Regions from separate parts of the Mus musculus genome. Here region 1 is linked to region 2. A link is a contact called in public promoter capture Hi-C data. All regions are on one chromosome and are shown on one strand. Each heading gives the region's core, a stretch centred on a gene start, on an enhancer-like site or on the middle of the called end of the contact. The rest is flanking DNA. Distances are from core to core; before and after follow the strand shown. Region 1 holds the start of Cabin1 (calcineurin binding protein 1). Region 2 holds the start of 4933407G14Rik (RIKEN cDNA 4933407G14 gene).

Region 1 (4,750 bases), core at 978-3,477, 310 kb before region 2:
TTCTTTCACCTTTGAACCCTTACCCTGTAGACCCCGGCATGGGGTCTATTTTTCAAGAACCGAGTGATGGAAACTGGATCCAATAAGCATACTATACTATTCGTGCTATATTTGTGGTTTTGAGAATGGCTCTTTCTAGGTGGCCCTGACTGACCTGAATCTGTTGTGTAAAACAGGCTAGCCTTGAACTTGAAGTGATCCTCCTGCCCCAGCTTCCCGAGTGTGCACAGGCAGAAGTCTCACCACCAAGACTCACTGTTTACACAATTTTAATAATTTTTCTTTCTGTTCCTCTACCCTCTTGCAGTCTATACTTTTTTTTTTTTCTTTTATGTATGTGGGTACACTGTCGCTGTCTTCAGACACACCAGAAGAGGGCATCAGATCCCATTACAGATGGTTGTGAGCCACCATGTGGTTGCTGGGAATTGAACTCAGGACCTCTGGAAGAGCCAGTTGGTGTTCTCCAACCTCCAGTCTATACTTTTCTGAAGTCAAAGTTGGTAATATATTTTTTAACCTCTTGGAATATTAATAAGGTTGTTTTCTTTGTACCAGACTGATTGAATTATGCACCATGATTCTTACTGTTAATGTTTTCTTTTTAAACAAGCCTTGCTCCCCCGCCCCCCGCATTTTGTTGTTGTTGTTTGGTTTTTGTTTTTCTACACAGGGTTTGTGTTACCTTGTGTTACCCTGGGTGTCTTGGAACTCACAGAGATCACCTGGTCACTCTGCCTCTGCTTCCCAAGTGCTAGGATTAAAGGCGTGTGCCACCATGCCCAGCTTTAAATAAGTTTTCAAACTCTTACAATATGGGGGAAAAAAGCCGTAACATTCATTGTTAAAAATTTTATGTGAGCTGGGCAGTGTTGGCACACGCCTTTAATCCCAGCACTTGGGAGGCAGAGGCAGGTGGATTTCTGAGTTCGAGGCTAGCCTGGTCTACAGAGTTCCAGGATAGCCAGGGCTATACAGAGAAACCCTGTCTCAAAAAACCAAAAAAAAAAAAAAAAAAAAATTTTAATGTGTTCTTTCAGAGTTCCTGAGTTCAATTCCCAACATGGTGGCTTGCAACCATCTGTAATGGGATCCGATGCCCTCTTCTGGTGTGTCTGAATACAGATATTGTGTACTTACATTCATAAAGTAAACAAACCTTTTTTTAAAAAAAATTATGTGTATGAGTGTTTTGCTTGCATGTATGGCTGTGTACCACATTGTGCAGTTCCAGAAGAAGCCAGAAGAGGGCGTTGGAGATCGTCTTGAACTCTTGAACTGAAATTACAGCCGGTTGTGAGCTGTGCCAATGCTGGTCTTCAAACCAAGGTCCCCTGGAAGAGAAGCCAGTGCTCTGAACTGCCAAGACGGCTCTGCAGCCCCTTAGTGTTATTTAAATCATTCTTGTGGGATACTTTGCCACCAGGGATTCCAGCAGTGTGGAGCTCCTCCCTAAAGGGTTGCATCAACTCCCAAAATACTAACCTCTCCTTATCAGGTTTTTCTGCTCAAAAACCGGTAAACTTCTCTGACACGTTTCTTAAGCGGGTCTGCTCCCCCGCCCTTTGGTTTTTAAATCATTTGCGTTTCTAAGTCGTTCATGTATCTAATCCCTGCTCTTGGGAGACAGAGGCAGGCTTATCTTTGTGAGTCGGAGAGCCTGTAAATACGGAGTTCCAGACCAGGCAGAAGAGGCGAGGCCTGGGCACCATAACAAGTTCCAGCTCCCTATCTAGTTCTGCTTGCGTGTCGCTTGGGTTTCCAATCATTATCGTCAGAACACCTGCTCCGGGTCTTTGGCAGCAATGCGCTTGTTTTAGTGAATGGGGGGGGGGGGGGTTCTAGTTTGTAAACTCGCGTTCATAAAGCGTGCGTGCAAGTGGTAGTATGTGATGGCCAGTAACCTTAGCAAGCCGGAGTCCGAAGCCGGAGGATAGCCACGAGTTCGAAGCTAGTTTGGGCTGCACTAGTGAGACACTGCTTAAAACAAACCAGACCAAAATAAAACACAATAGCAACAACAAAACCAAAGCAAAATAAAACAAAACTGTTAAGTCCTGCAGGTAGCGGAGCGCAGCAGCAGCAGGCAGCAGCGTTCCCACGCGCGCGAGTCAAAGACACAGCGCACAGCGAACCCGTGGGTCCGCCCAAACAGCCTACTCCGATTGGCTGATAAGGCTGACACTTCAGCCAATGAGAGCGTTCCTTGTTGGTTTGTCGCGCGCAGGAGTCTGGGAGCTCCGGCCGTTGCCCTGGAGACGCCGGTCGAGTTCCGGGGAGCAAGGGCTGTGTGTGTCTGCTAAGTGTGCGCACGGCTCCCGTGAGCGCGAGGAGGTGGAACCACGCGAGAAGACCCGCTCTTCCCCTTCCTCCCGGGCGCGGTGGGCCGAAGCCAGGCTCGAGACCCGAAGGCACGGGCGCGGGTCTTCTGCCCACGCTGGCTTCTTCTCGCTTCCCGCAGCCTCGCCCGGTGGCGCCTAGGGTGGGTCACAGTGACCGCAGCTCGAAGCCATCCCTTTCGGTGCGTCCTTTCGTTCACCTTCACCGCAGCCCAGCGAGGTGAGTGTGATGTGAGTACCATTTCCAGGGGTGGAAACTGAGGCCGAGGGAAGGTTTTAAACGACTTTAAAGTTCCGGTGCGGCTTACCCCGACTGCAGCCATTCTGCTCAACACCCTCCATGGAGGAGGCAGGTAGAACGACTTCACCTGGCGCTGTCAGGTTTCTGCACTTGTGGACTTTGCCGCTTAACTCTTCAAGACGTGACTTCTTATAGGTCATCAGTGTGGCCTATTGAACCTCATCTGGGTAAAGTTCCTTCTATGTGATTGATTAATTTGCTTAGGAATAAAATTTAGAATGATCTCCTTCAGGGGTTGGCACACTCTTGTAGATAGATTTATATTTTATGTTGTAAATTTAATTTAAAAAAAAACAATACTTTTAATGGTAAGTGTTTTAGATTTGGGGTGGCTGTTCAATTGTTTCATTAATAAAGTCAAAGACAATATATGAGACAGTGTGTCACTATAATTTTATTTATAGATACTGAAAGCTGAATGGAAATAATTTTTATGTAATTGTCATGAATCAAGAGGTTGGTTGGTTGGCTGGTTGTTTTCCTCATTAGAAATGTAAAAAAGAAAAAAAAATCCTCCTTTCGGGCTGTATAATAGCAGTGGATGGTGAACCTACAGGCCATGTCTAGACCAGCATGTCACATCATAGAGGAAACAGGCATAGAGAGGGGCATTTATGTTAAGTCAGTCTCTCACACACAGTTCTACCATAACCTCAAGACTGCCAGAAGTCAGGTGTCATAGTTAGGGTTTTACTGCTGTGAACAGACACCATGACCAAGGCAAGTTTTATAAAGGACAACATTTAATTGCGGCTGGCTTACAGGTTCAGAGGTTCAGTCCATTATCATCAAGTCGAGAACATGGCAGCATCCAGGCAGGCATGGTGCAGGAGGAGCTGAGAGCTCTACATCTTCATCTGAAGGCTGCTAACAGAAGACTGACTTCCAGGAAGCTAGGACTAGGGTATAAAATCCCACTCCCACAGTGACACACCTCTAACAAGGCCACACATCCAAATAGTGCCACTCCCTGGGCCAAGCATATGCAAACCATCACACTGTGTGTAATGGTGTGTGTGCCTTTAATCCCAAGCACTGTGGAGGCCGAGACAGGTGGAACAGAGCAAGTTCCAGGATAGTCAGAGCTACACAGGGAGACCCTACCTTGAAAACTCCCTTATCCCTGACAAGAAAAATTGCCAGGCTCCTAGACCCTAGTAGGCCCCTTGGTTGCCTTTCACTAACTGGATGGCAGAGCTGAGGGCCATAAATAGCTTTTCTTTACTATGATCTTAAGCAATGGAAACTTCATAGAGTTTGGAAACAGACCTGCTATGTCAGTGCACGCTTTTAATCTCAGAACGCAGGAGGCAAAGGCATGTGTTTATCTCTCTCAGTCTGGTCTATATAGCAAGTCCAGGCCCAGTCAACTGGCACTACATAGATTCTGTGTTTAAAAGAAGAAGAAGAAAAAAAAGGGTAGGGTGGGGGTTAGAAACTTGAGATTTTTTTTTTTTTTTGGAGACAGGGTTTCTCTGTGTAACTCTGGCTGTCCTGGAACTCACTCTGTAGACCATGCTGGCCTCGAACTCAGAAATCCGCCTGCCTCTGCCTCCTGAGTGCTGGGATTAAAGGCGTGCACCACCATGCCCGGCGAAACTTGAGAATTTAAAATGTGTTATTCTTAGAAAACTGCAACAGTTAGGCTGGGAATTGATAAGTGATTATAGATTAAGCATCCTAGTCTGAAAATCTTAATTTCCCCCAAATCCAAAACTTTTGAGTGCAGAGATGACTGTGGAAATTCTGTACCATGATACTTTGTTCCATGTACAAATTATTAAACATTTTATGTAAAATTATCTTCCGGCTATGTGCATAAAGTATATGATGAAGTAAGTTTTGTGAAACTAGGATGTCCTTGAATTTGAACCATCCTTCAGGTTCCTCATTCTCCTGAATGCTGGGATGACAGGCCTCCAATCCCAGCTTTAAAAAAAAGTGTTTGATTAACTGATAGATTAATCTTGTGTATGAGATGACGGTGGGGCCTGAGTGCCGCAGCACCATTGGAGCTCAGAGGACAGCTTTGTCCATGTGGTTTCCGGGGATCCAATTCCTGTTCCTTTATCATCCTAGCCATCTCGCAGCAGTCAAGGCGTTTGCTGTA
Region 2 (4,663 bases), core at 1,680-4,179:
GGCCACCTCCAGGAAGATCGCCTGCTAGCCTTAGCCTTTCCTAGATGGCCCCTGACAATTCCCAGCACCCATATAATTCCTAACTTAGGAACATGAGTATTGGGAACACAAAAGTTGCAATCACAGAATGGTGTGTCCCCTCTCCCCCCTCCTGTCCCCCGATTTTTAGATAGGGCTTTACTATGTAGTGCAGACTGTCTCAGCACATGACAAGTAGACCAGGCTGGCCTTGAACTCACAGAGATCCATCTGCCTCTGCCTCCTGGATGCTGGGATTAAATGTGTACATCACTTTGTCCCACTCAGGATAAAATGTTTTATCTCCAAATTATGAGTCCTTTCTGCCCACTAGTGTAAGATCTAGTGGAGGTGGATTCAGGTGCTTGGTTCCCTACAGTACATTCCCAAGGGGCTGGTGGTTGCTTGGACTGATCTGTGCCACTCAGGGAGGGTGAGCGAGAGGAACTGGATTGCACAGATTGTGAAATCAGTAGAGATTGTAGCTATCCCTCATTCACTGAGGACATGCAATTACACCCTCATTGGACAAAGTCGGGCATCAATGACATCATCTTGTGTTCATCCATTTCTTCTCCAGTTCGGTTAAAAGTCTTGCTGTCTAAGGGCTGGAGAGATGGCTCGGCAGTTAAGAGCACTGACTGCTCTTTTAGAGGTCCTAGGTTGGGTTTCCAGTACTCATGTCAGCTTATGCTTTCCTGTAACTCCAGAGCCAAGCCTGGTACCCAGTGTCCTGCCTCTTAGGCCAACTTGATCTTTGTAAAAGCATAGAAATACCAGAGCTGCACTGGCCTTTTGCCAAGTCCCTGCAGGAGGTCACACAGCCAAGCAGCTCTCTGAATTCCTCTCTATTCTTAGCCTGAACTCTCAATGACTCTGATCTCCAGCCTTTCCCTCCTCTTCCCTTTGCTTGGCTTGTTGTGTGTGTGATTTGTGTTTTAATAAGTGGAGCTACGTGTAGGAAACAGGCTTCAGCCAGTCCCGCTGCAGACACCCCCAAAAGAATAACCTTGAGACAAGAAGGCCTGAGAAAATAATTGGCTTCCTTTCCTCTCAAGTGACCTAGAGTGTCCAAGAGCTGCTCTCTCTGTCGCCGGTCACAATTGCCAATGGGGCTTAGGCTGCCCATGAAGAAGGCGAAATCACCAGGAACAAGTTTCAAGGGGGACTGGCTGCTCGTGATTGCCACTGAAGTCTCATTTTGATAAAGACAGAAGCCAATTCTTCCCAGACCGAACATCTGCTTCAATTCTGCTCCTCGAGTCTTCTTCCAAACACGAACAAACAGCTTGTTTTTGGCACAGTTCTTACTTCTCAAAACCGACTTTTTTATCTGTTTGTCCAAACACCTGCTCTGTCTAAACAAAAGGCCAAAAGGAACTTAAGTGGTTCCGGGCTTCCAGTTTCTCAAAAGGACAAAACCAAGAGAGGTTGCAAGACGTGACAGTGGTGTATAAAATGACCCATGAGAACATCTCTCTCACATTCAGGTCAGGCAAAGGTTGCTCTAGGCAAGAAGTCAGAGGAAGAATTGGAGTCGGGTCTTGTGTTTCCGATGTCCATTGCTGTGGCACACATTATGCTACATTGGATATTACTGTCTGTTACTGCATAACAGATTACTTTAATATTTGTGCCTTCAGACAACAAACGTATTATCCGACCATTTCTGTGGTCGAGGGTCTAGGTTCAAGAACTGGGTGCCTCAGGTTATAATTGAGCTCTCATCCTAAAGGCTGGATGGGGTTGAAGGGACTCCACTGTCAAGTTCACTGACATGGTCCTTTGTAGGGTTTGGATCCCGGGATGCAGGCTTCTCTATAAGACAGCTCTAACACTTTCTTACAGCGAAACAGTTGAATGAGCAGGATAGAAGCCCTGGTCCTTTGGCTACCGCATCTCAGGAACACCACCTACCATGATTGCTCTCCAGACAGTCCTCAACGTACAGGTTTTAGAACGCTTACCTTTCAGGTGGTATGAAGAGCGCACATGCAACCACTGTGGGACCTGTGGCACTGCTTTGAATCAAACGTGTTTTGTGTTGGATTATTCCCATCCGTAGGCTAATACAATTGTCCTGAGCTATTACATTCAGTAGGACAGACGTTTGCAATGCATTTCGGCTTCCTGCTATTCCCAGCTTTCGATGAAGGAATTTATTGTTGTAAACCAAGAAACTCCCTGTGCTTTATATTCAAAGAAAGTTACTAGTTTTAATTCTCATATGGGAATGTGAATACCAAGAGACAGTGACCATTGCACCGTCTGTCTTAGAAGATTGTATCATATCCTGCCATATGGATTGGATTTAAATATACACATGGGTGTCAGAAAGATTTCAAGGACGTGTTCTTTTGTAATTTAGTCAGAGGTTAACAAGAAACTATAGCAATTGACTGGCCAACCTTGGACTAGGTGTTCAATACCAAGCCAGAGAATTAAATTTTATCCTTGAGCTATGTCTTAACAGTTACAGAGCATGTGGGGGAAGGGCATTTGACTGAATACAGATGTGAAATTAATGACCCTCCCCCTTTTAAATAAATAACAGTTTTTCAAGCACCCAGCATAAAATGAAGCTGGAAATTGAGACTTAGTCATACACCTGTGTATCCCAACTGATGGAATCTCCTTATGCACTCTGGGAGTCTGCTGAGCCTCAGGGACTTGGGATACATAGACAAGAAGGCAAATGTGGCATTTGAGAGCAGACAGCTCATTTCCCATGCCCCTAAAAGTTCAGGAGCTTATTGTATACTTAGACTGGATTCCATTGTAACAACTGATCCTGGCCAGTGGGCAGTATTTCCCTCTCCCTCTCTTGGCATGGATGCCTCCTAGAACTGTATCTGTATAGCTACACACCCTGAGTATGTAAGAGCACATGTTCTGGCTGAGGTAGGTGTGTGTGTGTGTGTGTGTGTGTGTGTGTGTGTGTGTGTATGAACTCATAGTGAGAGAATGTTAGTTGTGTAATGAAATCATAATGTGACATCACAGAAGGAGTGGTTTAGACAACAAACATTTATTCCTCAGAGTTCTAGTCGCTCCTAGTTCAAGATGGGGGTGTGGGCAGGTTTGGCTTCTCTTGAGGTTTCTTTTATGGGTGTGCCATGGCTGCCTTCTGTGTCCTTACATGGCCTCTTCTCTGTTCACGAATGTCCCCTGTGTCTCTAACACATGTTGTTGTTAGATCAGGGCTCTGTCTGGCTGTGCATCTGCCTCGCCACTGGAATGCCGCTCAGGGAAGACAGAAAGCAGACCTAGGGGACTGACTTTGGGCTCTGCGCATGCCAGACAAGCACTGTGCCTCTGAACTACTTACCTAGATCTTGATTTGCAGCAGAGTCTCACTGGTTCTGGCTAGTCTTGAGCTTGCTATGCAATCTAGGATAGCCTTGGATTCCTGCCCTAGTTTGCTCCCCTGTTGGTTGAATAAATAGGATGATCTGATCCAAGTTGGGAGAGCAAAGGGTTTATTTGGCTTACACTTCAACATTTCAGTCCTTCATTATGGGATGTCAAGGCAGGAAGTCTGAATAGGAACCCAAGATAGGAGCCTGGAGGCAGGGACTGAAGCGGGAATTCATGGAGGAATGGTTTACTGGGCTTGCCTCCCATAGTGTTCAGCTTGCTTTCTTTAAAAGAAAACATTTTAAATTAAAATAGAATTATAACACTTCTCCCTTTCATTTCCTCTCTCCAGCCCCTCCTAGGTCCCTTCCCTCAAACCTCTCCCATGGGCTCACATTCTCAACTTGATAGCTTCTTTTTGATAATCTGTCTGTCTGTCTCTCTCTCTTACACACACACACACACACACACACACACACACACACACGCACGCACACATACCTTGCTGAGTCTGTTTCTGTTGTTTGTGAGTGATGGTTTCAAGGCTGACCACCCTGCATTGGAGAATCAAATGGTTCTCACCTCTTAGGAGAGGCTGATACTCCTTCCCAGTGTTGCCTGTGCCCTGGGCTGCTCTCTGCCTGACCCTACCTGCCCTTGGGAGTTGGTGTTGAGGTAGTGCAGAGTCAACGGAGACTCTGGGAGCACGTGAGAAACGCTGCAGCAAGCTTTCTAAACACTGCTGCAAGCTCCTTTAATACCCTCGTTGGTCCCAAGGAAGCACCTTTTCTAAACAGCAGATCTTGATTGGTTGGCATTGTCTGTACCAGCAATCCTTGGTCTCTCAGGTAGTCTTCAATTAGGTTCTCCTGCAGGAGATACGTTTGGGGCTGTGTGGCCCCTAGAGGCTGTCCCACTATTCCTGCTACAGCCCAGTAGTCAACAGCTGCCTGTAGTTCTTTGTGTAGGAGTGAGAGACTGTGAAATGACCCCCCCCCCCATTCATGTGAATATGCCCATTGCTATTGTGATTGTTCCAGTCTTATTTATGTAGCTGTTTTAGGAGAGACTGTCTCACAGCAGACTTCCTGGCAGTCTCAATCTCCTAATCTCCGCCCCCCCCCCCCAAGCTATAGATGCAGGAGCTATGTAGCTATGTGTCTGTTGTTGCTTGGCTCCCCACAATCTGTTGATCTCTGCACTGTATCCAGCTGTGAATTTCTGTGATGGTCTCGTAATTATGCTCATCTAGAGAGATAACGTTCCCATGGATCTGTAGAGTAGATCC

What was found. Promoter capture Hi-C pulls out the DNA fragments that hold promoters and counts their contacts.
Region 1: a contact with region 2 is called in a promoter capture Hi-C map of pre-B cells, with 4 times the contacts expected there. The contact joins the promoter of Cabin1 here to the promoter of 4933407G14Rik in region 2. A contact is called at or near these places in 1 of 39 promoter capture datasets (pre-B cells) and 1 of 484 Hi-C or Micro-C datasets (pro-B cells).

The regions. Positions count from the first base shown.
Region 1 is chr10:75,761,834-75,766,583 of GRCm38.p6, reverse strand. It overlaps Cabin1 (calcineurin binding protein 1), which reads left to right and starts at 2,227. Exons shown (of 37, transcript NM_172549.3): 1 at 2,227-2,559.
Region 2 is chr10:75,447,776-75,452,438 of GRCm38.p6, reverse strand. 4933407G14Rik (RIKEN cDNA 4933407G14 gene) reads right to left here and starts at 2,929. Exons shown (of 3, transcript NR_045841.1): 1 at 1,986-2,929.